4 separate regions of the Mus musculus genome follow, and all the other regions are linked to region 2. The links are chromatin contacts, called in public Hi-C and promoter capture Hi-C maps. All regions are on one chromosome and are shown on one strand. The core of a region is the stretch at or near the end of the contact, and the rest is flanking DNA. Distances in the headings are between cores, read along the strand shown. Region 1 overlaps Ric1 (RAB6A GEF complex partner 1). Region 2 holds the start of 1700018L02Rik (RIKEN cDNA 1700018L02 gene). Region 3 holds the start of Ranbp6 (RAN binding protein 6). Region 4 has its middle 160 kb from the start of Rfx3.

Evidence for each region. Promoter capture Hi-C pulls out the DNA fragments that hold promoters and counts their contacts. A called contact is a pair of places that touch in the nucleus more often than the background predicts.
Region 1: a contact with region 2 is called in a Hi-C map of liver, with 1.9 times the contacts expected there. A contact is called at or near these places in 11 of 39 promoter capture datasets (the 3T3-L1 cell line, 3T3-L1-derived adipocytes, the C10 cell line and 7 more), 1 of 484 Hi-C or Micro-C datasets (liver), 4 of 130 datasets of targeted methods (bone marrow-derived macrophages, large pre-B cells, pro-B cells and 1 more) and 4 of 9 other capture datasets (adipose tissue, liver, macrophages and 1 more).
Region 3: a contact with region 2 is called in a promoter capture Hi-C map of pre-B cells, with 2.5 times the contacts expected there. A contact is called at or near these places in 7 of 39 promoter capture datasets (3T3-L1-derived adipocytes, the C10 cell line, the HPC-7 cell line and 3 more), 2 of 484 Hi-C or Micro-C datasets (the C10 cell line and pre-B cells) and 3 of 130 datasets of targeted methods (large pre-B cells, memory CD8 T cells and pancreatic cancer cells).
Region 4: a promoter capture Hi-C map of hippocampal neurons shows a contact between it and region 2, with 2.9 times the contacts expected there. A contact is called at or near these places in 6 of 39 promoter capture datasets (the 3T3-L1 cell line, embryonic stem cells, frontonasal cranial neural crest and 2 more) and 1 of 130 datasets of targeted methods (embryonic stem cells).

The regions. Positions count from the first base shown.
Region 1 is chr19:29,558,003-29,564,667 of GRCm38.p6, reverse strand. Ric1 (RAB6A GEF complex partner 1) reads right to left here. Exons shown (of 26, transcript NM_001081319.1): 4 at 2,576-2,683. Among named protein-coding and RNA genes, the nearest start is that of Ric1, 39 kb to the right of the region's middle.
Region 2 is chr19:29,045,657-29,052,657 of GRCm38.p6, reverse strand. It overlaps 1700018L02Rik (RIKEN cDNA 1700018L02 gene), which reads right to left and starts at 5,175. Exons shown (of 1, transcript NR_028360.1): 1 at 3,929-5,175. It overlaps Ak3 (adenylate kinase 3), which reads left to right and starts at 4,697. Exons shown (of 5, transcript NM_021299.2): 1 at 4,697-4,979. The coding sequence starts at 4,829.
Region 3 is chr19:29,810,871-29,818,142 of GRCm38.p6, reverse strand. Ranbp6 (RAN binding protein 6) reads left to right here and starts at 5,169. Exons shown (of 1, transcript NM_177721.4): 1 at 5,169-7,272. The coding sequence starts at 5,193.
Region 4 is chr19:28,167,093-28,174,010 of GRCm38.p6, reverse strand. No RefSeq gene overlaps it. Among named protein-coding and RNA genes, the nearest start is that of Rfx3, 160 kb to the right of the region's middle.

The DNA of each region.
Region 1 (6,665 bases), core at 623-3,122, 520 kb before region 2:
CCAATTATTAAAACTCATAATTACAAATATTTATCTTTTAAACATGCTCTATATTCAAGTAATAATGAAAGATGGATACTTAACAATAATCTTTACTTTTTATTTGATCAAAAAGAAAAGGTGACAGTACTTTTGCTCCTATATGCAAGAAGATAACCATTATTCCTAATTTTAATTGATTACATTGGTTGTGATAGTAGAAAATAGCTGATTGTATAGTCTTTTAGTGTCTTCTCTCTTATTTACAAGTGTTAATAGGGATAGGGAATTTCCAAGAAGTATGTATTTGACCAGCTAATGGTGTTTAAAATGTAATTCTTTCTTTGGATGTTTGAGAGAAAACTGAGATTGCCAACCATCTAAACTTGCAGAACCCTACTCTTATACAGGTGGAAGCCATTGTCTTAGTTAGAGTTTCTATTGCTTCTATGAAACACTATGACCAAAAAGCAAGTTGAGGAGGAAAGGGTTTATTTGGCTCACACTTCAAAATCACTGTTCATCATCAGAGAAGTCAGGATAGGAATTCAAACAGGGCAGGAACCTGGAGGCAGGAGTTCGTGCAGAGGCCATGGAGGGGTGCTGCTTACTGGCTTGCTCCTTATGGCTTGTTCAGCCTGCTTTCTTATAGAACCCAGGACAACCAACCCAAGGGTGGCACTACTCACACAGGCTGGGCCCTACCCCATCAATCACTAATTAAGAAAAACACTTTATAGACTGTCTACAAGCCTTTTTTATGGAAGCATTTTCCCTTCTCAGATGACTTTAGCTTGTGTCAGGTTCACATAAACTATCCAGCAATGTCATAAAATTTGGAAGCAATTCCTCCCTTCCCTTTGGTGGTGCCAGAATTAGAACTCTGGGCCATGAGCATGGTGAAAACATGCTCTACTATTGAGTCCCCTCCCGGTCCAGACATTCTTTTTGTAAAGACTTTCTATCCTGTTTCCATGTGCTACATGGCTTTACCACCAGGTGGAGCCATAAAACCAAGTTGTATTGTCCTGCCTTGTTTGGTGCCCACATACATTCAAAATTCCTTCTGCATCAAGTCTTCTAACTTTAATAGTGTGTGTGTGTGTGTGTGTGTTTGTGTGCGTGTGCGTGTGCGTGTGTGTGGTGTATGCACATCTATGTTCACACATATGGCGGCCAAGGAGTATACTGCTCTATCACACTGTACCTCACTCCCCTGAGAAAGGGTCTTCCACAGAACTGGAGCTAGGCTGGCAGCCAGCAGTCCCTAGCAATCCTTCTGCCCACGTCAGCACTAGAGTTACAGGCTTGGCTGTGATTCCACACATATTTTTATGTGGGGTAGAGTATTTGTACTTGGGTATCATGCGTATGAGGCAAACACTCTTACACACTGAGCTACTTCAAGTTGCATTCTTTAAAAAGGGCTTTTATCATGAGCAAATAAAATCTGAAGTGATCAGTAACCTTTGATCAACACAGTGAACATACTAAACTAAAATGTTTCAGTTTAATCTCATTTAAGCAAGTAACAAAGACTTTCTTCTCCACTCGGAGACTAAAGGATAAGAGCACAGACTACACAAGGGAATGACAACAGCTCACGGCTCAAATGTCAACTCTGCTGTTTGTTCTAGTGAGTGGTGGTTTAACAACAACAACAAAATGGTGAAAGATGCCCTTCGTTTGAACTATAAATCAGAGAGGTCTTTTAAAATGTTGGAATTACATTTTTATATAGTCCAATAGCTCCATACTACAGTAATATGCTCAGTCTTTTTGTTTTTAAAATTGTTACACTTTTATTTATTTATCTGGGGTGTGGGTGCTTGGACATGCCACGGTGCATGTTTGAAGGGCAGAGGCCAACCTTGGGAATCAATTCTTCATTCCTACCACGTGGGCACTGGGGAAGTAACTCATTAGGTTTGGAAGCAAGCACTTTTACCTACATCTTCCTGGTCCATGGCTTAATACGTCTGAAAGGTACCTAATAAAAAAACTTTTCCCTAAACCTGTCCCACTAACTTATGTACTCTTCTAGACAACAAACTTCTAATACCATTTAAGACCAAGCATTCTTACCACTGTATACACCTTGCTCTTTAACCAACAGTGTATCTGGAAAGTCTCTTAAAGATTGAGCCTCATTTGTTTTCACAGCTGTGTACTGTTCACAAAAATCATGTATGCAGAGGGAAGGACGGTAATAAATAAAAGGCCAGCCATGAAGCACTTAAGATAGTAAAGTGAAACTGAAAAAAAAAAAAAACATTGAGAATAGAGTTCTGTGCTTTAGTAGTTCTTACTGCCTTGTCACACGACATCTACTCACACTGCAATCAGAAAGCTTAACACTCCTTCAAGTGTACTCGTACTTCCAAGAAACACATGGAGGCTGCAGAGAGCGACAGCTCCCTCTTTTCTTCTCATACATGATTTTATTTGAATCTTTTAGTATGTTATCATTCCATACAATCAAACAGTTAATTTATACATTTTGAAATGCAAACAATTTTCTTGTTTGTCATATGATTTAATCAACTACATGGTCTTTTGTGGTCAGAAAATCTCAAACTTAACCAGCATACCATACCTCATAATGGGTGCTTGCAAATCCAGTATTTTCTTCATTTCTAAATTCAATGCTGGGGCACAATGTTCTTCCTTAAAATGAGGTATCCCCTTCATTTGTGGACTTCCTCTAAGAGAAATAGCACAAGGTTAAGACAAAGATATTTATTTTTTCCCCCAATCTGTACCTAATAGGCATTCAATTAAATAAATATAACCAATTTACAGACTATGTGCTCATTTTATAGATTTAAAAATGAAAGTCAAACTTGAATTCTATCACAGTAGATACATTTATATACCAACTAGATATATGGAAGCTTGAGTAATTTAACTTGTGTTGGGGGGCTGAGAGTAAAAAGCAGATGGAGGAAAGGAGGAAGGGAGAAAAGGGGAGGGAAGGGGAGAATTAAGTTGAACTCTCAAGAGAACCAATTTTGTTTAAAATGACTAAGAGTGCTTTCCTACCTAGGAAATTACAGAAGCAATGTTTCATTCCATACGCAGTACTATATGGTCGAAACTGTTCATTTATTTCACCTTACCTCACACCTTATCTTTGATTCCTAGTCTGTGGCTTTTCTTCAGGATTAACGTCAGATTCAGGGATGTATTTGGTTATTTCACAAATGACTTGGCACTAAATAACAAATGGTGTGTGTATTTAAATCCATGGTGATTAGTGGCCGCACAAGAATAGGTAGGCCAATGTCAGGAAACTGAGCACACACCTCCTAAGAGGACTACAGAAGTGTCTTGGATTCCTCATCTGCACATGCTATCAGCAGACTACAACTCTTCGCCTGTGTAGGGACTTGACAGTTATGGGTCTACTCAGGGTTTTATTGCTATGAGAAAGACTGTGACCTAAAGCAGCCTGGGGAAGAAAGGGTTCACTTTGCTTCTACTTCCACATCACAGCCATCATTGAAGAAAGTCAGGCAAGGAACCCAGGGCAGGAACCTGAAAGCAGGAACTAATGCAGGGGCCATGAAGGAAGGTGCATATTGGCTTTCTCATGTCTTGCTCAGCCTACTTTCTTCTGTACCAGCTACAATAGGCTGGGCTCTTTCACATCGATCATTAACCAAGAAAATGCTCTACACAGATTTGCCTAAAGGCCACTCTTCCCAGGCATTCTTTCAACTGAGAGTCCTCCTTCCGAGACGACTCTAGCTTGTGTGAAGTTGACATAAACCTAACCAACACACTATCTTTTGTGGCAGCTATCAATTTTGACAACAACTGTCCTGCTTATATCACATCACTTCTCTTTCTAATCACCTCCCACCCTGCAATTCAATTTGTTAACACTACAATAGCTTTTGAAGTTTCTAATGTTTGTGAGAAATCACTTTACTTTGCTGCTCAGAAACCTGCTTTGCTTTCTTTTTGTTTGTGGATTTCTTTTTTTTTCTCCCCCCACCCCCCTAGATAAGCTAGATGGTAGTGTATTGTCATCTTGCTGCTGTGGTAACCAGGAATATTTGCGTCTTTCTATGTCTGGCAGGCTAAGCAGGTTGATACTCAACCATTAAGGTTAATGTAACAACGATCTTTAAAAAGAAAATGAGAGACTAATTTACCAGAGTCACATTGAAAGTGGTAATCATGCACTCTGTGGTCACTGTCCGAGGACATTCGCCAAGTCTAAGTGTTTTTAAAGCTAATTTTACTTTAAAAAGTAGTACTTAAGCTTCAAATAGTGCTGGAAGACTCAGGAAAAAGGAAAAAAGAATGTAATCTTTGGAGATTCTGATAACAAGCTAACCTTAGAGAAAGCCCCAAGTTAAATAAAATGGAGACTCCTGAGAGGCCGGTCACTTTAAAACTATGCACTTCAGAGACAGTCATGGTGGGAACCTGAGCGAATGCTATAGTTTTCTCTTGTATGTAAGAAAAATCATGTCACACATGCTCAAAGCATTTTTTTAACGTTTTTAAAAAATATTTATTTATGTACTATAGCTGTCCTCAGACACACCAGAAAAGGGCATTTGATCCCATCACAGATGGTTGTGAGCCAGCATCTGGTTGCTGGGAATTGAACTCAGGACCTCTGGAAGAACAGTCAGTGCTCTTAACCACAGAGCCATCTCTCCAGCCCTCAAAGTAATTTTTTTTACCTTTGTATCTCAAAAGCTTTGCCCCTCCCCTGAGTGTGTGTGTGTGTGTGTGTGTGTGTGTGTGTGTGTGAGAGAGAGAGAGAGAAAGTGAGTGAGTGAGTGAGTGAGTTGAGGTGATCTCACTATGCAACCCATGACAGTTTAAAACCTGTGCTATTATGTCTCCACCTCTCAAAATGCATATATTACAATTTTATGTTACTGTGTCTGAGTACACTTTTGTTTTTGATAATTTCATGTGTATATAAATTAAAATTTGGTCATTTTTAAACATTACCCTTTTCTATGTTCTTTCTTCTGGTGATATAATATTCTGAGAATATCTCTTAACATTCTAAAAGACTAGAATTTCTCCTCACAGCCCAAGTTAATAGTATATCTTGACATCACCTAAGAGTTAAGACTGCTAGCCTACTGTTTACTCAGAGTCTGTTTATTTTACCTGCCTTTAAGAGAACAACTGAACAACCATCCTTACTTGTCTTGGATTGCCTATGTATTCAACTTGTATAACTTAAGCTATTGCATAGCTACATTCTTACATCAGGTACTGTTCCATGCCCTTGACTTAGATATTGCAGGTGTATCTTTGCTGAAAGCAGCAGATACAGAAGTTGAAAGACTTCCTAAAATGTACCATAAAGGTTGAAAGCAACCATTTATGGTTACTGGTTGATAAACAATGACATTTGCTATCTGGTCAGTTGAAATCAGTGACCTAATGCTTTTAAAACTCCGTTAAAGATATCTGTAAAGTATCCCATTCCTTCTCCATGTGATATTTTCTATGCTGTTCAATAAACAGAGAGAAAAGTCCATTATTATGGACAGTCACACTGCTCACAGACAGACAGATACTACACACTCATACACATCAGACAGGTACACATTAGGACACATACAGAGTGAAACATAGAGACAAACAGGTTCAAAACAGAGTCCCAAGACAGCATTCAGGCAGAGACTCAGACTCATAAAACAGACAGACAGAGGAAATATGGCGCAGAAAATGCAAGTCTGGACTTGCTCTTAGTTACATGACTCCAAGGAGAAGTGCTTCTTATTTCTTTCCTTAATGCAGGATGAATTCACTATTGGATTTAACTTGGATTTGATCCCCAATGCATTATAGCTGCACACCTTCTCTTCCAGTGCAAAGCTTCATCTTCCCAACAAGTCCCTTCCTGTTCTGATCCATGCCTGCCAGAGGAGTTCTAGGTGCTTGCCTGTATATCAGTGGGGGCTATCTACTGGCATAATAAACACATCTATTAATGGCAACACCTCTAAAGAAAATGGTAACTCTTCTTCCAGAGCGTGGTCTAGCCTTGTGCATATAAGTGGTCTAGCCTGAGCAATAGGCCTCTCACTCTCAGTGGCAGTTTTACTCACAGATTTTATCTCCATCCCTCCCCCATCAATATTGGAGCCCCTACTTTTTTCTTTACTTTGTAGTCAGTTCTAAATTTTCAAAGTAATAGAACTTCTATAAGTACATGCAGACCAACATGTGTGTAAGAAGAGTCCAAAGGCAAGGAAAGAAAACTTCTGCAGAAAGAATATTTGAGAAAGCAATAGAACATTTTAAAAATTTGATTGATATGTAAATATAAACATCTAGGGAACTTAACAAACTTCAAGTCAGAAACATATGAAAAGATTGAAACAAAGATATATAACACTTGAACTATCAAAGAGAATCCTGAAAGTGCCAAGTGTCTCTCTCACATATAAAGAATTCTCAACATAACTGACATTTCCTCTTCTGATCTTATGGAGGACAAAAAGCACTAGAATAACATACTTTACAGCTGAAAGAAAAAAGGTTAAAGAAGAACAGAACATCTGGACAAAGTACTCTTAAAAAACTGACAGAGAAAGTAAGAGGTTCAGGGATCTAAAATAATTAAGGGTTTGTCATAGGCGAGAGACACTAGATGAAACCTTTTGGGGTGAATGAAGAGAGGAAACAGTAATTCAAATCAT
Region 2 (7,001 bases), core at 3,926-6,425:
CCTATAACCTCCTCGGCCATGGGCTTTTGACCAGATTTATAGAAGCAGGCATGAATCCCCTCCTGTAGAGTTAGTCTCAAAATCAAACATTAAATAGTTGGTTCCTCCCATAACAATTATTCCATTATTGTCTCAGGAGCACATTTTGTCTGGCACGATCCCACCATGTAGTCCTGGCTGGCCCCGAACTCACAGAGATCTGCCTGCCTCTGTTTTCCCAGGTGCTGGGATTAAAGGTGGGTAATGTCACATCTGGCTACCCAGTTCTCACGACCTGTGTGGCTGCACTCTTGCTCACATTAATACTTAAAACCATCTCGATCATTTCCTTTTATCTCGGGTCGTTTGGGAAGGGTTCATTCAGCTGGGTGGCTTTAACTAGAGGTGGCTTGTGTATTACTCTCGTTATGCGGCTGCTCCACGTGGGCTAGGCTTTCTTACATTGCTGTGTCCCAGGGTAGTCAGATGGTCTTACGCAGCTACTGCAGGTTTCCAAATTGAGTGTTGCAGCCAACAGTCAGAAAACCAGAGCTGCTTCATTCTTCAGGGCCTATCCTTACTCAGCTCGTTAGAACAGTCACAAGAGCCTACCCAGTTCAGAGGTTGAGGGAACACAACACAGACTGGCTTCTTCAGTGGGGAAGTGACGGGAACAGAACTCGGAAACAGCACTCGGGAAGATCACGGAGTCTCTAACTTGGGTGTGAGCCGCTGCCATCTTTAGACAATCCCACTTGGCCACAGCAGCTGATAAGACCCTGTGGGACATGGATGATCTCGACCTCCCATGCTCTCCGGTTATCTCCTCCCCTGTTTGCTCCAGACCCTCGACTTTCAGACCGCTTTCTCGGCATTCCTCCCCTCAGCACCTTTTCTTCGGATCTTTCCATTCTCTCTCCAGAACATTCTTCCTCCGGTTATCTGGATGGCTTGTTCTCAGCCTCAAAATGTTGACCTGTGTGACAATACCTCCTATTCTCATTTCATAACAGCAACAGCTTTATCCTAACCCCACCTCTCCTCTCCTATATTTTTTTCTGTGGCACCTCTGAACATCCGCCATTCTATGCATTTTTATGTTTGTGTCTATCTTCTTTCCCCAGCGGAATGTCAGCTCAAGCAATGCATCTCCTTTGTTTAGGTTTGTGTGCTTGTCTGTTGTGCTGCTGGGAGTCAAATCCAGGCCCTCGTCCTCACCAGATAAAGATTCTATCACCGAGCTACATCCGCAGTTCCCGTTTTAGGTTTGAAACAGCACGCTTTGGCCATCAATCACCAAGGACCTGAGACTGACGAACAGCAACATCAGGGGGCTTGGAGGTAAATCCTCTCTGGGTTGAGGTTGGAGAAGATAGTAGTTCCATCCAATACCTTTGCGGTAGCATTTTCTAAGACGGTGAGCCACAGGCACCTAGCTGAGCTGTGCTTGTGTCTGCATTCCTGATGGATGCTAACTATGGGATAATAGCTATTATTGTTTTAAGTTGCTAAGTTTTGGGATAATTGGCTAAGTTGTAATTGGTAACTAATAAAGAATCTCTAAGCTAGATTATTTTACTACTGGTTTCTTATGAAGTGTCTACACACACACACACACACACACACACTCTAGGTCATGGGACTTGCTTGGCCAATGAGGTGTCACAAAAGTCAGGAAAGAAGAGATGTAAGAAGGATTTACAAAACACACTCCCCTCCAGGAACCCAGGCGCCATAGATCTGCAGATCAGGAGACTGAAGAGCAGTTGGACAAACACCCACTTTTCCAGTCTGTTCTAACCATCCAGCCCAGTGAGTAAGTCATGGGGAACCAGTGTGAGAAGCTAAATCACGCTGTGTGTACTAAGCCAACAAAGGCTTGGGCCACTTCTACTGCAATAGGTACCAGACACGCCCTCCTCTTCCGGGTTCTTTTGTCTTTTCCCAACGCCAGTGCTAGTCAGGGCTTCCCAGACACTGACTCCAGGTAGCCTTCCTTCTCACTCCCTAGCTCATGCTGAGACAATGCGCACACACACAGATTTCTGGAACAGTATATTCATTTCCCAGGCCTTGCCATAACAAACAGCCTGGAATGTCGAGCTTAAAGGGAAGGGATGGTTTCTCTTATAGTTTGGGAAACTTTGAGCCAAATGCAAGGAATGAGCAGGGTCGGGAGTTCTCATCAGGTCTCTAAGAGAGAACAGTGCCTTGTCTTTCTCTAGGCATCTGGTGTTGTCACTGCTCTTTGGCATTCCTTGGCTTGCAGCCTTTTAGCTCCAGTCTCTGGCCTGTTACCACACACTATTGGTGTCTTCATATCACATCTGGTAAAGACGATGACTGATCACCCCAACATGATCTCCCTAACTATTCCTGGAACAGCTCTAAATAAGGTCACACACTGAGACCTAGTGCCAGCCACACCCCCACATTTTTAGGGAGACAGTTTAACCTATGCCACATACCTATAATCCCTGATCCACTCTGTCCATTCTAAGGACTTAAAATATTCTGGAGTTTAATGTGACAAAACAGTACTCCTTAGTGTCTCCTCAACAGGCATTTACTGACTGCCTACTACACACAGGGCACTCCTCTGAGCTTTCTTCAATACAAATGGACCTGTATAAACATTTGGCCATGGGTAGTTCAGGCACCCTTGCGAGATTAAAATTCAAATTAACTTTGTGTTCCACTATTATCAATAGTGTAACTTAAACAGGAAAACAAAACCTCACACAAATAAATACCTGTGTGTGTCGAAATGACTGCCCTGGGCCCAGTTGCCAAGAGACGTCCCAGTTTGGCAGCCTCTTACTCCTCTACAATCAACAGCTTTGAGCTCCCGTGGGCCTGTTAAAGTGACCACACACCCTGCTGCCTCCCACCCTAAGTCTCTAAGCACCTCAGTCTTACATACTCATGTTTGCTTCTGTCTTCTCTCCCCAGTAGAACGAACGCTAACTCCAAGAGAACAAGCAATGGATCTCTCTGTTCGGGTTTGTGTGTTTGCTTGTTGTAGTGTTGGGAGCGGGATTCTTAGCTGCTCCAAAATTGTTTGAACACCCCACCCCCATAATCGAAATTTTCAAGGCTGAAACCACAAATGTTCCCAACTGCGGAGATTGGAAATGCTTTTCTCCACCACCAGGTTTTCTGATTCTAGTGTTGCGTAACCTGCTCTTGCCCAGACCTTTCCATTCTTGCCTTCCTCCCTCCCTTCCTTCCTTTACCTCGGGGTACCCTCATGCTCTCCTCCTAATTCCACACACAGGCACGGACTGTGTAATTTACTTATTTACTAACTCCTTCTTGTGCAGCAATAACAACGGGAGAGCCACTCATTTGCTTTTTTAAGTACAGGGATGTCTGCCTCACCTTGCCACGGAGACCACGTCTTCTCTCTGAGCAAGCAAACCTACCTTGCTACCCTCTCCATCACCCCCGAAATAATTACTTGGAAACAGCAAGTAGTTCTGAACCAGTCATTTGGCAGCCTTTGAGGGGGCACACATGGTGTTTCCTTTAGAGACACTTTTCTGTTTTCCCGGTGCCCGGCACAAGGAAACCGTATCAGGCGGACAGTGGGCAACGTTTACGGAGCACTTTGTAGTTGGTCTTGTACAGGCAATCCACACACCGTTCTACTCCACACCAATCTCCTGCGTCCATTTTACAGATAAAATAAGACTCAATCGCTTCTCTTCTGCATCCGTTCGTACCTCACTCTCCCTCTCTGTACTTCAGTTTTCAGAGCCCACGCCAGGGCATCACTGCTCCCTCCCACACCTTCTGGTTAGTTGTTGTTTGGTTTTTCAAGACAGGGTTTCTCTGTGTAGCCCATGCTGTCCTGGAACTCGCTCTGTAGATCAGGCTGGCCAGGAATCCTGAGATCTGCCTGCCTCTACCTGGGTGCGGGGTTTAAAGACGTCTATCACTGCTGCCTGCTGGTTTGTTATTGTTTTTATTCACAGTACTGTTTCAAAAAGCCTTACTTCCACCCCTGGACAAACAAGCAAGAAAACAAACGGACAGCAGTAGAAACTCGGGTTTGTTCAGCATAGCATTCTCGGAGGCCTCTAAGTACAGTGGCACACAGTAGGCACTGGGTAGCTCTTCCTGAAATGAATGCATTTCTGAAGGAGCTAGTATGTTTGACCTCTGCGGAAGTTAACGGTGACAGCTACTTTTGGTTCTGAAAGTGGATTCAGGGAGATGAGACACATACTTCACTTGATGAAAGCTTCTGTGAGGAGGGTTCCAGGTCACCCCTGGAGGAGAAGGAAATGGGGTGAAAAGGCAGAGGGAAGAAGGTCAAGGGAGGATTGGTGTGAAAAGGTGGGGAACACCTGGTGAACCAGAGGGGCCGAGGGGACACAACACGGGGGCATGCTGCTTCCTGTTGGGTCTGAGCAGGACAGAACTTGGCTCTTAGAAAAGACTAAGGGTGAAAAAGGTGAACACAGAGGGGGGAAAAAAATGAAATCCAGGCACTCAGAGGTGCCAGCGGGAGACTAGAAGTAGAACGGGGTGCTCAGAGGTTGTCCACTGGGGAGAATGCAGACGGGCGCAGCCTGCAGGCTGGGACCAGGCAGCACAGGGCACGAGGGTCTGGGGATGCCAAGAGGCGCCGGGTGGAGCTCAAGGGAGTGGGGTGCAGGGGCGCGGAGGGGCGGTGCAGCAGCCGGCGGGGCGGCCCCGGTGGCCGTCGCTCACTTCCGGGAGAGCCGGGCGTCCTGGCCACCGCCCGCTTGCAGCTGCCAGCCCTCCAGGGCCGCGGAGCCTGTGAGCGCGCAGGCCAGGCCACAGACCAGCGTCTGCGCAGCTCGGACCACCGCCAGCCACCATGGGGGCGTCGGGGCGGCTGCTGCGCGCCGTGATCATGGGGGCCCCGGGCTCCGGCAAGGGCACCGTGTCGTCACGCATCACCAAACACTTCGAGCTGAAGCACCTCTCCAGCGGGGACCTGCTCCGCCAGAACATGCTGCAGGGCACAGGTGGGAGCTGAGACCGAGGGCTGGCGGCGTGCGATCGTCCCGGCGGGGCTTTGCGGGCCGGGGTCGAGGGTCCTGCGACGCGGGTGCAGCGCTCCCCGACCTCGCCTGGGGAAAGAGCCGTTGCGCCCCGAATCCTCTGGCCTCCGTGGGCAGCTTCGGGTAGATGGGGGAGGGGGAAGGAAAGGACTAGGAAGTTCAAAGACTGAAGGAAAGCCCTTGGCTTTGTTTTTAGAAGCTCATTCGACACAGCTGGCAGCTGCGGTGGGGGTCCAGCCGGGGGGAGCTGTGCCTGTCTCTCCACGTGTCCTTGTATGCAGAAGGCAGGCTTTGGCTCTGCCAGGGCTAGCTTCTTTTTTTTTTTTTTCCCTACACCCCCCCCTCCCGCCCATGGTAAGCTCCGTGGGATCTTGTAATTCTGACCTTTCTCTCTGCAAGGTCAAGTATTACTTATTTTCATTGCAGTCACAAAGTTGGCTTAGATTTTGATGCCCCCAGACATTTCTTAGTCACTAAAGTTGTCCTTGTAACAGTTACATAAACGATTGCTGTGTTTCTCCTTCCAAAGTCTTCTAACTCAGCACAAAAAATCTAGCCAACACTTTACAAAGGGTGGGTTTGTGGTAAGTTCTATTTTAAGAAAAGCATTTTTAAATTTATTTTTTGGGACAGTGTCATTCGATGTATTCAAGGATAACTTTAACTTAAGTTTGACATCCTCCTGTCTCAGCCTCCCTAGTGAGTGCTGGGATTCCAGGCGCCAGCCAACTAACAGCTGTAAACTATTTTTTAAAAGCTTGCACTAGATGTGTTTCTCCACAATAGTGTTGACCTTCAATTTCAAACTAGTGCCTATTTTGAAAATTCATTTGAAGCTTATTTACACAGAAATAATACCTGTTCAAGGTTTTAAAAAAAAGAAAGTAAAGGCCAGGGAGAGGAGGGAAGACAGAAATGTATAAAGTAAAAAGCAAAGTTTTCTCTTAGTCCCTACCTCAGCCCAGAACCTCGGAGAGAAACAGTCTATCTCCTTCTGGAAATGTCTTTGTGTAAAGCTCCTTCTTACAACCTCAGTGTATCAAGTTACCATCTACTTACTCCACATCAGTGTTTTCGCACACTGCATTCAGCCTGCCATCCCATATGGAGACGTTGTCCGGTTCCGCACTGCACTGCTTACCCTGTGTCTGCTGAATCTACCGCGATTTATTTACCTCTCCACTCCCTCCTGGCGGGTGTATAGCTAGTTTCTAGGAAAGGGTGTTTTTTGTTTGTTTAAAAGACACTGATATTCAAGTGTGTGCGTGGGGGTGGGGGTGTGTGAAAACCCACAGTTTTCAGTTTCTTTGGCTCGATCCTCTGCACCCCTCAAGCATGTTTTCGTTTTCTTCTAATGTCGACCTTAAGAAATAATAAAGGCTGCAGTTAATTAAAGTTTATCGAAAGGTTATTTGACTCTTGCTAAATGTTCTTAGTGCAACAGATTGCAATGCGAGTTACTGCAAACAGTCCCAAGTCCTGAAGACTTTGCTGCTATCCAAAGTACAGTAGAAGTCTTTAGGGGTGACCTGCATACCGACTCAGAGCTGGCCTGACTGTGGGTGGCAAAGAATGCTCATGGGTAGGAAAACACAGAACATTTGAAAAGAGTAAATGAAAGGGTATTTAAATACATTTCTGAAAAATGAAGAAACAATGTTTCTTGCTACACGTTAACCCCTGTTAAGCCTCAGGGTGCCCAGGACTGCATCTCTGAAACATGGACAGAGACTACAGAGACCAAGGAGCTGAACACACAAAGTTGTTCAGCCACCCACTCGGCAGTTTTAATGCTCAGTTCATTTTTATGACACAGAAAGACAAATACTTTCTTAATACAAACTTTGAAGATTCATTATTGGAAGTAGGTTTTTTGTTTTGTTTTGTTTTAACAGGGTCTCAGACAGTTGCTCTGGCTAGTCTTGAATTTGGAGTAATCCTCCTGACTCAGTTTCATCAGGGTTGGAATTGCGGATGCTCTGGCTC
Region 3 (7,272 bases), core at 3,920-6,419, 770 kb before region 2:
CGAGCATTACGTCACATTTACCATGTTTTACACAAGCACCACAAGAAACACACCACTCAAAAAAATGAATCCAACTGTACCAAAGTATGTAGAATAAATAGGAACATCTTTCTGTTATTAGGGAAATGATGACATTCTTTTCATGGTTCTTGGTCATTAATAAAATATTTTTAAAGGGGACCAAGAAGAAAACTCTTGCATATTTAAATTTATGCTTGAGAGAAAGAGAACCAGGCAGGCAAACAGGAAATCTCGGCAGCAGCTGAGAAGAGGGAAAATGAGAAAAGGAAAAGGCATGTATTTAGCAATGGAGGTTGGTAAGCAGCTGCTCGGACAAAAGGGGGTGAGCTTTAGAGAAAAAGTAAGAAAGCCCAGAGTGGGGCTAGAGAGATGGCTCAGTGGTTAAGAGCACCGACAGCCAGGGCTACACAGAGAAACCCTGTCTCGAAAAAAAAAATCCAGCTATGAATGGAATAACTTATTTCCAAAGCCTAATCTTAGCATCAGAGAACAAATAATACAAGTATAGATGCAGAGCTAAGAGACAATTGACAAATGGCACTTCTGGATTCATAACAAAGTTCAAACGATGATTTCCAGTGGCTTCAGCCTAAACTCCCTAGTTTGAAATTCCCAAGGTATGTTTCATCTAGTGGTCTAACACTTGCTGGTCATCATTACTTAAGATTCATTGGTTCATTCAAAGTTATGGCAGAGTGGTTTTCTGACTGAGGCATCCTTTTCGAATTCATTAGGTGGAGTGCGCACAGAGCAACAGTCACTCACAATGGTCTCTATGATCTGACTTAAAATTTGTACAGGAAAAGACAAGGGAAACTTGCTTATTCCCTTAAGTCCATTTTCAGAGCTGCCAATTTAGGAAGCTCAGAAGATGATTAAGGGGTTAGTAACTTTTGATGTTAGAAACTTGTCACTTTTGTTCATATTTTTAATCTTCTTTTAGCCTACTGTAGGCATTATTCTTTTTTTATATTGAGGTTGTCTCATTTTAGTCTAGCTAAAGTGTATGTGGCATTTTTGTTGGTTTTCTGTATCATTTTTAGATCTGGATTATATCATGCAAGATCAACTTAATTCTATCCCTCTCATTTGGCTCTAAATCTCAGCTCTTCGGTGAAATTTGCAACTTGTCTTGAATTTTCTACCACTTGGTAAGATGCTAACAAACACCTTAGTTGTCTCTGGGGAAATAACCTTGAGATGCCCTTGAGATGTCCTTGAGATGTCTTTGGGGAAGTAATCTTGAGATGCCCTCTCTACCAATACAACACAGCTAGTGTTAATTATAAAAGTTAAAATTGCTCAATTCTAACCAAATTGGCAAGCCAATTTTGGCTATTATGTAGTAGCCTTTCCCCTACTTCTCATGGGGGAAAGAAGGGGATAGCAATGAAAAAAAAATGAATACAGGAGAATCATTCATTTTAAAATAGAGAGCTAAGATTGTAAATCATCTTGTGTTTTTCTAAAGCAATAAGTCATAAATGATTGTTCTAAGATGGGTTCAGTTTTGCTCCTACTATTGAAATTATAACTGTCATTTGAACATGTGGGGACCAGTGAAAGAACAAACTATGGACTCCAAGATTCACCTATCTTGAGAAAAGCCTTTTCCTCCCAAAGAGCAGTGTGTTGATTGACACAAACACTGCTGTTTATTCTTTTAGAAGTAAATAAGCTGGCAAAGAACGGCATGTGGTCGAAACAGGTCACTGGGTCAACTCATGGGAAGATGTCTTAGTCACTTCCTTGTTTGGTGTGTGTGCTACTGAGCCTTTGACCTCTTTCCTACCATCAAAGTCAGCTGATTTGGACTTTCTGGTAAACTGAACTGGTAATTGACCTATTCAATGTCTATTCTGTGTGCATCCCTTTTCATATTCTTTCCAAAGGAATCTTTCTAAAATTTGGTTCATACCACTTGATTGAAATCGAGTTACCTTTAGGGGAAGGATCCACATTTCTCAGTGTGGACTATGACACTTTCATCGTCTGCTCTACTTACTTCCCTGCCTTCCTCCTTATTGTCCCAGGCTCCTCAGGCGCCTCCCCCCTAATGCTCTGACCCTGGAGGATTGGCAAAGAGCTCTCACAGTTTGCCTCAAGGCCTCTGCATTTTAGCAAGTTGTTTTGTCTACTTTGGACAGCCCCCCCCGCCCCCGTCCCCAAGATAGCTAATTAGGACTCATTCTTAAAAGCCAGTCAGGCATCACTTCCATCTGAGATTCATGTCATCAACTCTGAATATTGACTAAAAGAAATTATCAAGTTCCCCCTTATCCTTTACTGCACAAATTATAATTCAGATCGAGGGAATGTTGTTTTTTTCAAACTCCCAGCTGACTTCCTCTACACCCCAGTGGATTAGCTGCCTCCGTAATGCCTGGGCAGAATTATTTTCACACTAATTCCCTGAGTGTGTGGCATTTACCATTTCCTATAAGTATCTTCATGTAGTTGATCTTTGTGTGTGTGGTGTATAGTTTGTGTTCATGTGGTGGTGGTGGGGGGTGCATTTGTGCAAGTGGAGTTAAGAGGTCAGTTTCTAGTGCCTTCCTAAATTATCTCTCCTTATTGAGAAAGGGCCTCTGACAGAAGTTTGAGCTCATCAATTTGGCTAGGCTGGCCATTTTGCTCTAGAGATCTGCCTGTTTCTTCCTGCTCCCACACAGTGCTGTGTGGGGTTATATATGTGCAACGGGGTGCTCAGCTTTTCCATGGGTACTGGGATCCAAACTCAGGTAGTCATCCTCTTCACATAGCAGGAACTTTATCAACTGAGCCATTTCCAAGCTCCTCTCATATGTATATATATATATATGTATATATATATATATACACATATATATATGTATATATACATATATATATATATACATATGCATATGTATGTGTATATGTATATGTATATAGATAGATAGATATAGATATAGATATATTTTTTGTGTCCAGCACTATGATTGATAAAGCTCCAGTGAATATTTTCTGGTGGAATAAATGTACAACTGAACAATCTCTTTAAAAATTATTCTATTTACATTCCAGTCATTGTCCCCCACTTGGTCCCCCCCTCACAGTTCCTCATCTCATTCTTCCTCCCCCTTACCTCTGAGAGGGTGCTTCTCCCTGGCCCCTGCAAACCTCCCCCTTTTCTGGGGCCCCAAGTCTCTCGAGGATTTAGTGCATATTCTGCCACTGAGTCCAGACCAGGCAAACCTCTGCTACATACATGCCAGGGGCCTTGGACCAGCCCATGTATGCTCCTGGCTGGTGGCTCGATGACTGAACAATCTTAACAGCATTTCAACTATTGTTGCAAGCTGTACTAATTTATATATACTCCCATATAATATAGCCAAGCTTCCCGGTGTTCCACATTTGCACAGGCCTTGGCACTGTCAGTCATTTACGTTCCAAACACTACAGAGGATTGTCACTGGATCTTGCTGTGGTTTTAATAAGCCCTTAGTATGCTAACGGATGCAGCTGTAGGGAAAGCATTTCTCCAGCATTCGTTAACATTTCCTAAAACTGCAGATGCAGAGGCTTTGCAGCCAAACTTTTTCTAGGAGCAGTAAGAAGAGCAGTGAGTCTGGTACAAGATGAAGCACTGTAGGTAAGATTTTAGAATCAAAACAAGAATTGATTTGATCCATAATTATAAAGTTTAGGTATTTATATAAAATCTCTCTGTGCTTATTAATTATGCATGTTTGGGTTACAGTTCTCAGAAATCTAGTACAGTAATTTGGAAGCTGGTCCTAACATCTGTATTTTAAAATAAACACCCTAAATGGCCTTGAAATGGTTCACCAAATGAGAAACACTGTTCAGAGACTAGTTTCATATTACAAATTAATTTATGAGACCACCTATTTGGTCAGTCAACTTGTTAATGTGAAACTAGACTTTCTCCATTTTGTGTGTATATGCAGCAGAATTTCACAAGACTGAAATTCAGATTTCTTGGCAAAGTTTAAGACAGAACACAATAAATGAAGGTCTCTGATGACGTTGCAAAAGCAACAGCGGCTATAGGGGATGTTCTGTGGTGACAAAAGGTGCCACTGCCTTAAGACTAGGTAGAATTTAGACTCATCTGCTGTGAGCCTCAGCCTCTCTGGCTCTTCATTTCTTGGTTTAAAGTAGTGCTTTGTCTGCCTTTATCAGCCTTACAGAATTACCTAGGGCTGAAATGAGTGTGACAATGGCTGGCAGAGAGGAAGATCTGATCTCAGACTGTTACACCTTATAATTATGGTTTTAAATAACTCATCTGCCTACATTAAAAATACATAGCCTTGGGGAATTTGTTCTTAGGGTAATCTTTGCAGCTTCCTATTCATGGGTAATTAGGATTCTAATAACTGAACTGTCATATTACAGTTTAGAAACACATAAGGAAAATCTTGAGTAACAAAAATACAAAAGTAATGTATATAGAAGACCAGGATTCAAGAAGCTTCATTATCATTACTCCAGATCACCTCCCACCTTACTCATTTGTCTTTCCCACTCTGTTAGAATCCACAGGACAAGAGATTGGGATGTACGCCCGAGTTTGAACATCTCGGGTTCTACTTCTTTGGGTGTGGCAACGGGGAGGAAATCATTAACCTTTGATTGAGTTTATTTTGCAAGTAGTTTTATTATGGTTTTACTCACTATACCCAGTTAACAATTTAAATTGTATAATTCGGTAGTTCTTAGTAGAACGGCATGACATTGGGGGAACCATCATCACTATCAACTGCAGAACATTTTTACCAACCCTCAAAAAGAAATCCCCGGACAGCAGTTATACTCCATTCTTCCCTCCTCCCTCACTCCATAGCAGGTGCTAATTAAAGTTCGTCTAGAGGTGCTTATTCGAGGTCTTTTACAAACAATAACGGCATCATACAGTATGTAGACTTGCGGAGCGAATTTCTCCCCATCTCCTTCCAGCCTCTACAGGAGCACATCGGTCGGAGAACAGGACGATACCCCTAAAACGCACTCAGCTCCGTCCACCCTGTAAAACCCAGACCCCCGCCTGCCAGCTTCACCCCGCCGCAGCGGAGAGTGGGAGCAGCGCCCCGCCCATCCCCGGCGTCGCCTCACTGACGTCACCGCTCCCAGCCGCAGACTCCCTCCCTCCTTCCCGGTCGCGGTAGCTTTGACAGGACGCGATGGCGGCGGCCGGGTCTGCAGGGTTGCCGGCGACCGTGTCGGAAAAGCAGGAGTTTTACCAGCTTCTGAAGAACCTGATCAATCCAAGCTGCATGGTGCGGAGGCAAGCCGAGGAGGTCTATGAGAATATCCCAGGTCTGTGTAAGACTACATTTCTCTTAGACGCCGTCCGAAATAGAAGAGCAGGTTATGAGGTGAGACAAATGGCTGCCGCACTGCTACGACGGCTTTTGTCCTCAGGGTTTGAGGAGGTCTATCCAAATCTACCTCCTGAAGTGCAGAGGGATGTCAAGATTGAACTGATACTGGCCGTTAAGTTAGAAACACATGCTAGCATGAGGAAAAAGCTTTGTGATATTTTTGCGGTGCTGGCCAGGAATTTGATAGATGAGAGTGGCACTAACCATTGGCCAGAAGGTCTGAAATTCCTCATTGATTCGATTCACTCTAAAAATGTGGTTCTGTGGGAAGTTGCACTTCACGTTTTCTGGCACTTTCCTGGGATTTTTGGGAACCAGGATCGTCACGATTTGGATATCATCAAGAGGTTGTTGGACCAGTGTATTCAAGATCAGGAGCATCCAGCAATCAGGACATTATCTGCTAGAGCTGCAGCTACGTTCGTCCTTGCTAATGAAAACAATATTGCTCTTTTCAAAGACTTTGCGGATTTGCTTCCTGGGATCTTACAGGCTGTGAATGATTCCTGCTACCAGGATGATGATTCTGTGCTAGAATCCCTTGTTGAGATTGCAGATACTGTACCTAAGTACTTGGGTCCCTATCTAGAAGATACTCTGCAGTTGAGCCTGAAGTTGTGTGGAGACTCTAGGCTTAGTAACCTGCAACGCCAGCTGGCTCTGGAAGTAATAGTCACCTTATCTGAAACTGCAACTCCAATGTTGAAAAAGCATACGAATATTATTGCACAGGCTGTGCCTCATATATTAGCAATGATGGTTGATCTTCAAGATGATGATGACTGGGTAAATGCTGATGAAATGGAAGAAGATGACTTTGACAGCAATGCGGTTGCTGCTGAGAGTGCCCTAGACAGACTGGCTTGTGGACTTGGTGGGAAAGTTGTTTTGCCAATGACCAAGGAGCATATCATGCAGATGCTTCAGAGCCCTGACTGGAAATGTCGACACGCCGGATTAATGGCCTTATCAGCCATTGGAGAAGGTTGCCATCAGCAAATGGAACCAATTCTAGATGAAACAGTTAACTCGGTTTTACTTTTTCTTCAGGATCCTCATCCAAGGGTAAGGGCTGCTGCCTGTACTACACTTGGACAGATGGCTACAGATTTTGCACCTAGTTTCCAAAAGAAATTCCATGAGATAGTGATTACAGCTTTGTTGCGAACCATGGAAAACCAAGGTAATCAACGTGTGCAATCTCACGCAGCTTCTGCTCTTGTTATTTTTATTGAAGACTGCCCCAAGTCATTGCTAATTCTATATTTGGAAAATATGGTAAAAAGTCTCCATTCCATCTTGGTAATTAAACTTCAAGAGCTGATTCGGAATGGAACTAAGTTGGCCTTAGAACAACTTGTGACAACCATTGCTTCCGTTGCAGATGCAATAGAAGAAAGCTTTATTCCATATTATGATATATTTATGCCCTCACTCAAACACGTTGTTGAGCTCGCTGTTCAAAAGGAACTCAAGCTTCTTCGAGGAAAAACTATTGAATGCATTAGCCATGTTGGACTTGCCGTTGGGAAGGAAAAATTTATGCAAGATGCATCAAATGTGATGCAGTTACTGTTGAAAACACAATCAGACTTAAATAACATGGAAGATGATGACCCTCAGACTTCTTACATGGTTTCAGCCTGGGCTAGAATGTGTAAAATCCTTGGCAAAGACTTTGAGCAATATCTCCCACTGGTTATTGAGCCACTTATCAAGACTGCTTCAGCTAAGCCTGATGTCGCTCTCTTAGACACACAGGATGTGGAGAACATGAGTGACGACGATGGCTGGCAGTTTGTAAACCTCGGAGACCAGCAAAGCTTTGGCATCAAAACTTCAGGACTTGAAGCAAAAGCAACTGCTTGCCAGATGTTGG
Region 4 (6,918 bases), core at 866-3,365, 880 kb after region 2:
ATCTTACATGCACATGCATGCTGTAACTGATGGTGCCAATGCATATGTTATCCTATGACTTTAACCTGTGACTCAGGCTGCCACTCTCCACAAGAATGGAGTTTGGAGGACACAGGGATGAATGCGTAGGGTACAGGAGGTATGTAAGACTCTCTGTATGCAAGAACACAATGGCAAATACATGTGCTTGTCTAGACAGACCTGTAATACCCAGCAGCAAGAGAGGATCCTAGGACACAGGGAAAGTCTCCAGGACTGTGAGGTGACTGTTCTCATCAGTTGTGACAACTGTGCTACTTTGGTTAAGGACATGGATGGTAGGAAGGTTTGGGGTTGTAGGAGGATCAAAGATGCAATATAGAAACTCTCCATCCCCTACTGTCTAGCTCTGCTCTGAACCTAAACCTCCTCTGGACAATAATGCCTCTTTGTTTTTTATTGTTAGCTTGTTTCTCTGGAGGGGCCAAGTGCAGGACCGCTGATTGGCCCTCTAGAGATAGGGCCTCTCAGAGCCTGAGACAAGGTCCCTCATCCTAGGGTCTCTTCCTCCTTCCTTTCCATCTGGTCTCCTCATTTTCACTCACCTCGAGGGATGGCTGTGGCTATTTTCATTTGAAAGGCATAGTTAAGGAGGACACGGACTCCTTAACTTACATCCTCGATTGATGTATGACGCTTTGAGCTGGCTAACTGGACTATGCCAGTCGATACCGAATAAATGTTTGGACTAGTGCCTCACACTCAAATGGCAATCAAGTTAGCTCCATAAATGTCAGTTATTACTATAGAAACATTTGTGAGAAACACAGGCTTCTGAGGGTGAGGATGGAGCTGGTCATGACTGGCTTTTCTGCGAGGTCAGCAACTTAGTTTTGATCACCTGTTATTTGCCGCCCTGTTCTAGAACCTGTTTTGAATAGAATGTAATCTGGGCACTAAATGATCTTATTAGGTATGTTGGAGAAAGGATCAAGGTCAAAGTAAAATTAAACACACACACACACACACACAAGTTAAAGATAGAGAAAGATCAGTATCTTCAGAGGCAGAAACTTTGGAGTCATGGATTAAAGGCATGAGCCACCACGCCCAGCTTACCAATTTCTAAATAGCAAGGGCTTAATGAATGAGTGGGCCAAAAGTGGAGTCAAAAGTCTTTGACAGAACCATCCATCCACCCATCCATTTATTTATTTATCTTCAGTTTTTTAGAGAGTCTTTAAATGTTATATGTATGAGTACTTTGCCTGCATGTATACACATGAACCATGTGCAAACCTGGTGCCCATGGGTCCTAGAGAAGGGCAGGGGAAATCCCTGAAACTGGAGTTACAGGTGGTTGTGAACCATGGCCTAAGTGCTGGGCACTGAAGTTGGTCTTCTGCAAGTGCGACAAGTATTCTTAATGGCCGAGCCATCTCTTCAGCTCAGCGCCTTTTATTTTTTTACTTTTTTTTCTCTCTTGCTCCAAGATGTTTAGAGAAAATTAGAAAAGAAAAGAGGGTGTCTTTCTTCCTTTTCTTTTCAATTATGCTATTAATATAGCACCAGCCTTGCTAGATGTGCCCGGTGTATTTTCTCAAGCTTGTAACAACCGAGAGCGAGGTTGATATTATCTTTCTCTACCCATGAGAAAACACTTTCAGAGATTTTCAATAATTTGCCCAAGGTCACACAGTTAATAAGTAGCTGAGCTGAGATGTGAAGGAAAGGGTTTTTCACACTATGCCAGTCTGCCTCAGAAGCCAATCATCCTATGTTTGGGACAATAGAACAGATAGGGAGTCCAAAAACAACGAACGCCAGCCCCCTACATTTGCCCCAGAAATCTAGGGTCCAGGTGTGTAAAGGGAATGGATCAGCACAAATTCCCAGGCAGACTTGAGGTGGAGTTGACGGAGCCAGTGTGAGCTTCAGTGTTCCAGCCCAGGGCTCTTTCCAAAATACCACATCGAGAGTTGTTCTTAAACTGCTGGGACACTTGTTACATAATGTTCAAATTTATGTAGGAATGTGACTAATCCACATTTTTTTGGTGTTTGATCAGATGTAGAATATAAATGAGGCAAGCAGTTAATTGAAAGACTCAAGCAGCGAGAGAGCTGGAGAAGGCTGGAGCACAGACCCACAATGAAACGCAGGCCGTGTGAATATTTTCTCGTCTGTTATGGATCTGAGCTACAGTTTCCTCCATCTGATGAGATCAGTTCCATATTCCAGCTAAACAGTTGCAGAGCTGTGTGGCATTCATGTCTGATTGAGTAGAGGATTCGGTAATTACGAATCTTCCCGGCTAATAGCTTCGTGTGCTAGTCAAGCAAAAATTAAGTGTTTGATGTATCCCTACCTGTCTCCAACCAACTGTGGGCACTGATCGGCAAAGCACTGATCAAAGCAATTTGTCCATCACTTCAGAGTTCCTCTCTTTTAAAAAGTCATTATTTAAAATTCAAGGTGGTTTGTTGTTGTTGTTGTTGGTTTGGTTTGGTTTTTTTTTGCTTGTTTGTTTGGTTTGTTTTTTTGCTATAGCAAAGATAGCAACGAAGAGAATTTACTTTCTTAAGAAACACCTTCCATTTGAAGAAGCACAAAGACTTGTAGAAGGGAAATACATATTTTACTCCCAGTTTTGTGTCCTTTTAATTATAATTACTCCAGAGCTCTGGTGTAAAAATCTAGAACATTTAACTAAAATAGATGCAACAGATCTCTGGCTGAATGCAGCTGAATGCCTCTTTAATATATTATTACCCTCAGCTTCTTTGAAATGTTAGATCATAGTCATCAAAATGGGAAAATGTTGCGGTTCTTGGTTGTTGACACTGACCTGAAGCTTCCCAAGGCTAATCATCTACAATGATCGGTTTATGAAATCAAGTCTTCGTGGTCCAAGATGGTGTCCTCATGGAGTAGAAGGATTCACTGTAGTGTCGACCAACATGTTTGCTGGTGACTATGCCCTGTCTGTTTCTATGCAACACCTCCTTGCTCTGCAGTTTTCCCTCCTTAGACCTTCCTGGATTCAGCAGTCTTCATCTTTGGCCTGATCAGAGAAACTGCTGTGTTTTCAAGAGTTTCAGCCAGCCACACTGGTCCCACTCTGTTTCAGTAACTGACTGAAGAGCTGGTCGGGTAACAGCATTTTGAAAGTTGAAACATGGGTGAAGCTTTTGGCAAGGCTACCGGGAAAGAACAGACAGGCCATTTTCTGTCTCTGGCGGATATGGCCACGTGGCAAGGCAGCTTTAGCAAAGGTAACCTGTTCAAATGGACAGAAGTAAGGAGGCCATTAGAGGAGAAACTGGATGAGGTCATTCCTGTTGTACCCCGACACATCCTGCCTTTCTGCTTCCCGAGAAAATCAGTTTCTTCACAGACTAAGTCAGCCACGGTTTACAAAGTTTTCTGCTCTTCAGAATCACCTGAAAGAGACCTGAGAGCCAGGTTTCTGTCGATTCGTATGTGTGCACATGCCTACCACAGCTTCTGTGTGGCTGTCCAAGGACAACCTACAACAGGCAATTCAAGCTTTCTGTCATGTAGGTCCTGGGGATTGAACTCAGGTCATCGCTTGGCAGCAAGTGTTTTTACCAACTGAGCAACCTCATTGGCCCAGGGTCCCAACTGATTCTGATTTTGCTGATCTGAAGGTTGAATCTGGATTATCACTGATCTAAGTCCATTGACTCAAGGGATTCAATGACTTGCAGTGTGAAAACATCTTAGTTTATATGTATAGGTGCTGAGAAACCCATGAAGATGCAGCCATTCTGCACTCCAGGAAGCCTCAAACCTGATTTATGTTAAGCTGACCAGAAAAAGCTATTCTTTTGCTCTCTGCCTTTCTCTTCCATTAATGATGATAATCCATTAAAAACACATTGATAAAAACCTTGAAGCATGGCATGTTATTAGGGTAAATAGCAAAGGTCTTGGAGTCAGATAGTCTTGGATTACATGAAAGCCCTATATCACTAAGTACTTGTAAATTACTTATACTCTCCAGGTTTTATGATTTATAACTAGAAATTAAAATTTTATAGGTTTGTATTATGTGAAATAAAACATTAAATTCTTCTAGCATAGTACTTAGTGTATGGTAAATGTTCAAGGTCGATGTGAATTTACATATATATATAATTATTTTTTACATATTTTTATATATACAAGATAAGTACTAATATACTATACATATATATAATTTGTATTAGTTTCTTAACTACCCAAGTATAACATTAAAATAGAAAGTCCTCATTATTCAAGGACTCATTACTCAATACTTTGGTTAATTACTTATTAACCAAATAATAAGTATCCCAATAAACTTGTTATTTTAGAGTTTTGGCCAGTAATTGCATTTAATTACATTAAGCTTTTTGCTACTTTGTGTGTGTGTGTGTGTGTGTATGCATGCCATGCTGCTTTGTTGATGGTCAAAGGACAACTCACAGGAGGCAATTCTGTCCTTCCACAGTTTATATCTCAGGGATAGAACAGAGTTCTTCAGGCTTGGCAGCAAGCACTTTACATGCTAAGTCATCTTGTCAGCCCTGCTTAGTCACATTTAATATGTCCTTCAAAACTGGGTAAAAAGACCAGTAGTGAGTTTTGAAGTTCACTCTTACTCATTGGTTTTGGACAAGAATGATGGAAGATGCAGAGCAGCAGGGTGAAAGAGGAAGAAGTTGTCTTATTTTCCACTCTAATTTTGTATAACTTTCAGTAAACTTAGACAAAACAGGGTAGTAGTATGCAGTTGCTTCATAACCGATTTAGATCTGAATTTAATGTACGTTTATGAATGCTTCCCATCTACGTGTTATATTGATTCCATAGAATTTAGCTAAGAACTTCTTGGAGTTATCTAATACAACATCTGATCATTACGGGAATCCTGTATATGTCACAATCCATCACATGGTCATATGGCCTCTGTTCGAACTTCTGTGAGAGAGTACTAAGGAGAGGAATTCACGGGAGGTACTTTCCTGATTTTAATCTTCCTACTGAGAACTTCCAACAGAACCTTTCCAAGCTGAACTTGTTTCTTGCTGGTCCTTGTGGTTATTTAAGAGCGCTAACATGTTGCCTCCACGGTGCTTGGCTTTAGCCAAGCTCTTCTGGTAATCCCTCTTTCCATTTCTCTTCTTCTCATGTAAGCCCTAGACTACATGACTGCTCTTTGACATGTAATAATGGCTCCTTACCAACTTCTGCTAGAACTCGAAGCCAGATCCTTACTCATGTTGGGCAAGCAATCTAACCCTGAGCTGTGCTTCTAGTCCACTGATACAGTCAAGATTCTCAATCATCTTGGTTCATTGTTGTTGCATGTTAACAGAACACAGAGGGCGGGTCTACTATGCACTCTTAGCAGTTAGCAGCTGCAGTCTTTGCCTCCTGGGCTCTTTCTCTCCTCTCACAAGGCAGAAACTCACCCAGTTTCTACATCTTTGCTTTATAAGCCTCTTTAAAAACATCCAGTCACTCTCAAAATAACCTAAACTCCACTGTACTCCTGCTGGAAGGACTACATGAAACATACGATTCTATGAACAGGCCTGAATTTTGGCATATACTACTAAGTGCTTATTCCCTCAGCCCAAAACGAGATAAGACCTATGGATTTAAAAAATTTATCCCATTCTCCCAGGTGTCTGTCACCTGTTGGATGCAATACAATACTTATGATTGACTATTCTCTGTGTAGAACTGATGAATCTGGAAATGGCAAAATTGACCATCATCCAATGAATGGGCAACAAAGAAGCAACTAAATAATATTGGACTCAGTAGCTACTTGTCCCTCCAAAACACACACACACACACACACACACACACACACCAGCTGGTAAAGCCACCTGCAACTTGCACTGTCTCCAGCTGCTTATATAGAAAGAGCTCTGGACAGCTCCAGGCGTTCTTATCTCTTTTACAGATATCTGCCTCCTTTTGGTTCTGGGATTTAATCCTCTCTTGATCACTATCTTACCCTTCAGCCATTCTGATCCCCATTGACAGTGTAAATGTCACTTTGAAATAACTGTCCGTGCTATTTAGCTGGAGGAGGCTTACGCAGGAGGTGCTGTCACATGAGTTGGCGTTGGGCTATGTGATTTCCATTAAACAGAAGAAGGTCAGTGGGTAAGTCCTGCCTCGTTCATCTTTTGAGAAATCTTTCATACCAGGAGAAAATAAAAAGCAACCAATCTTGTCTTGCGTCTCCCCGCTCACTTTTTTCCAGGATTGTAAAATCCACATTACAGCCTGAGGTTAAGGGGCCAGGTAACAGCTTAAGAGTTAAGTGCTGTTGCCACTGTGGCCGTTGCTTCATTTGCTTGGATGTTTGTTCTGCCCTAGGGCTGAGTGGAGATTTCCAAAGCTTCTGGACCTCACTGCATCTAGCCACCCCCATCTTCTATTGGTTTCACAATCCTTCCCCAAATAACAAACTTGAGCAAACCTTCTCCTGTGGACACACCCACACACTCATGTGTTCTGTCGTTTTACAGCATCGATGACAAAACTGTCAAGCGGGAATGGGCATCTCGGTGCCTGGCTTTCTGCAGAGGACTGCAAGCTAAATGCATCAATTGCATGGTTAGTTCTACTCAACTTTCTTTCCATTCTGTGTCTCGCTTTAATACAACATAGCCTCAGATTGTAAGGTTTTTTTCCATCTCATTTGAGAAGAGGATTAAGTGTACAGGCCATTTTTGCCTGCAACCGACTTAAAGAACTTACCTTGTGTTCAGAAAGCATGGCATGAAGGGACTGAGTTATATTTTGGAAGTCACTGTCAACTGTTACATGCTAAAACCAGGTAATTTGAGTGTTCCAATATTGCATCTTAAGTGTAGTGTAAAGGAATACAGATAAACACCCCCATTTCCATACTGCGGTTGCCCTTCGTCCTTC